Linked DNA regions of Zea mays: region 2 is linked to region 1. Evidence: chromatin contacts called from public Hi-C data. All regions are on one chromosome and are shown on one strand. The core of a region is the stretch at or near the end of the contact, and the rest is flanking DNA. Distances in the headings are between cores, read along the strand shown. Region 1 holds the start of LOC100283215 (14-3-3-like protein A). Region 2 holds the start of LOC100381708.

Region 1 (2,789 bases), core at 34-2,533:
GGATACTGTTGGTGTTTGATTTGGGTGGAGATAGACTCTTTGGATCACTGCATATGCCCTCACGGAGCAGTTCATGGTCGTGATCCGAGTTGATTCTCGTTTGAGTTCGCTTTGAGAAAACCCCATCAAAACCCTATCCTTCACAGGATTTCTGATCTGCGACTTGATCTCTTACTTGTTCGGGTTCATACTTCACCAGAGAACTTTTTACACCCCACGCAAATTGTGTTAGATTTGAGATCATTCTGGGCATTTTTGCTTACCCAGCACTACCGCCCGTGTGCATGGCACTACCAGATCTAAACGACCGACAATGTCGGACCTATGGCCAGCACTACCGCTCAGATTTCCTGGTGATTCCGACTCTGATAATTTCTAGGAAGTTAGGCCTGCAGTTTCTTGGATTTTTGGTGCATACAAACAGCACTGGTTTGTGTTGCGCTCTAATCTGCTGCTCTGAGTCCCTAGAGGGTCTTTTGGGTTGATCTTTGTGATTAAAGTCACGTAATCGCAGGACGAGAATTTTTAGTGACCCCTATTCACCCCGTCTGATCGTCTCACCGATCCTATAGTTATAACAGAGTAGTTTTAAGTTGATGCTTTGCTTGGGTTGGGTTGTTAGACGACACTAAAGCACTGTTCCAAACTTATAAAACTAATAGTTAGCGGCTAAATTTAGCTTAAAGGCTTATAACGAATCTACTAATGAACTAGATAATTTTTAGGTATACCCTTAAATATCTATTAGTTATTAGAGCATCTCCAAGAGCTCCCCAGAAAATAACTTCTGAAAATCAGTTTTAAGGGATATCTAAAAATTAGTGGGGCTAGATTTTAATCCTTTCTTCAACAGATCCCTTAAAACGTTAGATTGTTTCTGGGGAGCCTAAAAAACCTCATTTATAGCTGCAAATGAGGAAATTTTAAGGTTATGAAAAAGTTGGTAGCACTTTAGTTTAGGGGAGCTGTTGGAAACATTTTTTTTTGTGTTTTTTTCTAAAAAAACTTGATTTAGAGGAGACTTCTATAGACCTTTTGAAGATGCTTTTAGCTGGCTCAAACCATCTAAAAGCAGCTACATAGGTGGTGGATGATCAAATTGGTGGGGGCCGTTTCTATCTATTATCTTGTCGGGAAAAAGGTGATATAAGTAGTAAAGATATTTAGATTATCAACAACTTCTCCCTCGTTCGTCGTTGCCTCCCCCTCCGTTTATTTATTTTATATAAATAAAACAAAAAACAAAACCGCAGCAGCTCCTCCACTGGCACACTCCCCCTCTGGCCTCTACCCTGCCTGCCGTTTCCATCTCCATCCAGTTCTCCGCACCCACCCACGACCACGACCCACCCACCCACTCCTTTCCCCAACCCATGGCCGCCGCCGCCGCCGCCGCCGGCACCCGGGAGGAGATGGTCTACATGGCCAAGCTAGCGGAGCAGGCGGAGCGGTACGAGGAGATGGTCGAGTTCATGGAGAAGGTCGCGGCCGCCGCAGAGCTCACCGTCGAGGAGCGCAACCTGCTCTCCGTCGCCTACAAGAACGTCATCGGCGCGCGCCGCGCCTCCTGGCGCATCGTCTCCTCCATCGAGCACAAGGAGGAGACGCGGGGCGCGGCGGGGCACGCCGCCGCCGCCAGGGGGTACCGCGCGCGCGTCGAGGCCGAGCTCTCCGGGATCTGCGCGGGGATCCTGCGCCTCCTCGACGAGCGCCTCGTGCCGGCGGCGGCGGCCGTGGACGCCAGGGTCTTCTACCTCAAGATGAAGGGGGACTACCACCGCTACCTCGCCGAGTTCAAGACCGGCGCCGAGCGCAAGGACGCCGCGGACTCCACGCTCGCCGCCTACCAGGCCGCGCAGGTAGCAGTTCGGCAGGCAGTCATGGATTGCCTCTCCTCTCCTAAACGAGACCTGTCTTATCTTAATTAATACGTACGTATAAAGGACATCGCCGTCAAGGAGCTGCCGCCCACGCATCCCATCAGGCTCGGCCTCGCCCTCAACTTCTCCGTCTTCTACTACGAGATCCTCAGCTCGCCGGACCGCGCCTGCTCGCTGGCCAAGCAGGTTCCCCTTCTCCCCATTCTCCTGGTGATTTGAGGGATGACATGCTGTTTTATGATTTGAGGGCTTTGGTCCCAGGCCTTCGACGAAGCTATTTCAGAGCTGGATAGTCTTGGGGAAGAGTCGTACAAGGATAGCACACTCATCATGCAGCTTCTTCGTGACAACCTCACCTTGTGGACTTCTGACATGCAGGTAAACACTTGGAATTCTGCTGTCATGTCAGTACGTAAGTGATGCTAATCATGCTGTGTATCAGGAGGATGGTGGCGATGAAATGCGGGATGCAAACAAGCCTGACGAGGAGCAGTAGTAGCCAAACATCTCCATCGATCATGCCATGCCATGCCATGCTTGTACAAGGACCATTTTCGTGTGTCCTTTCCTTCAATCGTCGACCTTTCGTTTTGTTGTTATACTGCTATTGTGGAACCCTGTTACTGTTACTGTTAGTGTATCCTATTGGCAATAATCAAATGTGGTATGGTTGACTACTATACTAATGGGTGATCATTATTCATCATTTGATTAAGTTAGATAATTGAATGCTTGTGTGCTATCACTACCATGTGATGGAATAGAATTCACCAGGCAAATATATTTTATAGGACATTTTAATTCAGCCGGCTAAGGTTGAGTAAACAAGTGTTTGACCGGGTTTAGGACATTTTGATCCAAAATCTCATCAATCCAGCCCATACCAAAACATTCAAGACTCATGAAGGC
Region 2 (2,963 bases), core at 188-2,687, 170 kb before region 1:
GATAGGAAAAGAGCGTAAGTACAGGTTAAAAATTACAGTGCACCCAGGGACACGAGGGAGCAGTGTTAAAAAAACATCCATTATTTTAGCTCTTTATTCGAAGTTCCAAACTAACAATGTATCCATTATTCAACTGCCCCATCACTCCCAACTAAAATGTGCAAGTTTAGCCCTTTGACAGTACTTGAGCAATTATTGCAGCGTTTACCTCGAAGATTGGATTTATAGCCACATGTCGTCAACTGATTGGCAAGCTTCTCACCCAGCTGCTCCTTCCAATCCTGAACAACACTATCCTCGGGCACTGCCCAGACGACTGCCATCTCAGTGGCAAGGTTAACAGTTGCTGACCGTACCTGGGGCTGAAAAATCCAAGCACATACAGAGTTACAAACACTACTAGAAACAGTAGAGAGCTAACAAGCACTTTGGCCAAAAGCTCTACATCTAAGGCATGCTGATCTAACTTAGCTTACCTCACTCTCCAGAATACGTTTCACGCTTGCTGCGCATCCACCACACGACATTCCCTGCAACGAAGCTAATCAAGTGGCTAATACAGCTACAGATTACAAGGTGGTCAGAAACTGTAGCATGTAAGGACAAACATGCATGCAAATGATAACTTATAGGGTTTTTTTTCCCAGAACAAACACTAGTTGGTTGGAGGTTCTAGTGATTGTCCCAGAAACGATGCTGTTTAGATGGGTTGTTGACACAAGAGATAATCCAGCAGGTTCTACCACCAGTAGCATTAGTGGTTTGTTTGCTGATTCATGATTGTATGAGAATGTTTGTTATGTTATGGCAATCCGAATTCTAAATATGAAAAAACTGTTACAAGTGGGTAAAGTAACAATCCGTGTAGCCAAGTATTCAAAAAGTTGTAAAAAGATCCTTCTATGCCACACATGATATGGTATTTTGTTTAAGAGCGGAAGGTGGTCAGTGTCTACTCGTCGTACTACAGCTACAGGAATAGCCATACCCCAACGTCAAGGACGATGACATCGGCTCCCTGCGCTGCCGCTTCCTCCACCACACCCGCTCCCTGGGAAGCGCGCGGGCGCTTCCAGCCGTCGCCACCACCACCGCCGTCACCATCACCGTTCCCCCGACCGCCTCCGCCGCGGGGCGGACCACCCGAGGCGAGAGGCGAGGCAGAAGAGACACTCGCGAACCACCGCCGAGGCGCCGCGGGGGGTCCGGGGCCGCGGAGCGCGAGCCGCGCGAGCGAGATGAGGAGGTCGCCCGGCACGGAGGACGAGGAGGGGGCAGACGCGCGGGCGGCGAAGAGGGAGCGGCGGCGGTGCGGGGCGAGGAGGAGGAAGGGCTTGGTGCGGGAGGAGGCGAAGGCCTTGGAGAGCGCAAGGACGGGCGTGGTCGGGTCCATCGTCGTGGAGGGGAAGGGAGGAGGCGGCTGGGCCTAGCTAGCGGTGGCGGCGGCTGTAGCGTGTAGCGGTCGGAGCATTGGCGTTGCTCGCGGCGGGGATGAGTTGCGTCCTAAGTCCTGACTGTTGCCGAGGTAGGCGGCGACGGCAGAGTGGTCTGGTGACTGACTGGTGTAGTGGTGCCGCCGTGGGCCGAGGGGGGGTGGATTGGGTTGGTGCGTGCACTGCAGTTCTGCTGCCCAACGGGAACGTCAGCTGTCGTAGCCAGTGCTGGGAACATGGGAAAGACTTTTCGATCTAGCACGAGCATGACTCGAAAATAAGAGCCTAAAATATGACCCGATATGAAATAATATGGTTTGAACTAGCATGATCCGAAGCCGGGTCTGAGCCAGACCTCAAATTTCAGCCCGTCGAGACCCCGGCACGACCCGCATAGATGGGTCGAGCTTAGTCTGACACGGCCCAATTAAGCCTAATATGTTTAATTTTTTTAATTTAGTAAGGTATCGACTTTATATTATTGTTATATTTGGAGTTTGTGTGGTTAAATGATGCTAGAATTGTTTAATATCTTTAATTTAGTAAGTTATAACTTTACATGGCTGTAATATTCTGATTTTATGTGGTCAAATATACGGGTCGGGCTTGGGTCGGCACCGGCACGATGAAGGCACGACGTGGTTTAGGACGGGCTGGACCACTTTTTTTACACTTCGGGCTGGCACGACACGACCCAAAAGTTTTTTGGACTTTTCTGGCCCAAACCCGTTTGGCACGAAGCACGATGGGCTTGGACCGGACTAGCCCAGCCCAATTCCCAGCCCTAGTCGTAGCGCTAAGTGCCACTGAACGTGTCTTATTTCAAACCATTTATTTAAAATTTCGATTTAAATAATAAAATGTACTGCTACCACCACCAAAAAATTGTATCGATAATGCTTACACGCACGCGGGCATCCGATCTCAACATGTTGATTTGAAAAAGAATTTGTGGTTAGAATAAGCAATATCGATATGTTCGCCAAACTGGTGTGAAAGAATGGCATGCGCAAGTCAAAGGAGCCTGGTATTAAGGTTACAAGACAGAGGAAGAATGCCCTGTTCACTGCAAGTACATCAAGTTTATTGCACAACCAAGGATATCATTATCATTGTTCAGATCATCGTTATTATCTTAATTTTATTGCACAAGCTTTGTGTAATTCTTTGCTATAATATTGAGCCCATGAGAGTATGAGACTAGCTGTGGTATGAGTCAGGAGCGGAAGCGGAAACAGTTGAGAGCCCGTTCGGTTATACTGGAATAAGCCAGGATTCATTCCAGCTCATCAAAATTTATATAAATTAGAGAAGTAATCTGACTAGAAATTAATCCGGTGCTCCAATCCGGAACAACCGAACAGGGCCTGAGGGTATTTTCCAACCATATTTGACCATATTTGATCGAGATAATCCCGTTTATATCCCGTAGTCAGGAGAATATATTGTAGCTTCATCACTTGATATATGAAAGATAATTTAGCACATATTGATGGAGAAATTCAACTCAAAAGAACCTCCTGCGAGCTC

What was found. Hi-C and Micro-C count contacts between places; a contact is called where the count stands out from the background.
Region 2: a Hi-C map of ear shows a contact between it and region 1, with 2.2 times the contacts expected there. The contact joins the promoter of LOC100381708 here to the promoter of LOC100283215 in region 1. A contact is called at or near these places in 2 of 25 Hi-C or Micro-C datasets (ear and tassel).

Annotation. Positions count from the first base shown.
Region 1 is chr4:203,050,910-203,053,698 of Zm-B73-REFERENCE-NAM-5.0, reverse strand. LOC100283215 (14-3-3-like protein A) reads left to right here and starts at 1,283. Exons shown (of 4, transcript NM_001369526.1): 1 at 1,283-1,859; 2 at 1,944-2,066; 3 at 2,142-2,258; 4 at 2,323-2,560. The coding sequence starts at 1,374. The coding sequence ends at 2,376. LOC109946085 (a long non-coding RNA gene) reads right to left here. Exons shown (of 3, transcript XR_002269282.2): 3 at 2,444-2,789.
Region 2 is chr4:203,221,865-203,224,827 of Zm-B73-REFERENCE-NAM-5.0, reverse strand. LOC100381708 reads right to left here and starts at 1,437. Exons shown (of 17, transcript NM_001361524.1): 1 at 989-1,437; 2 at 477-530; 3 at 209-362. The coding sequence starts at 1,393.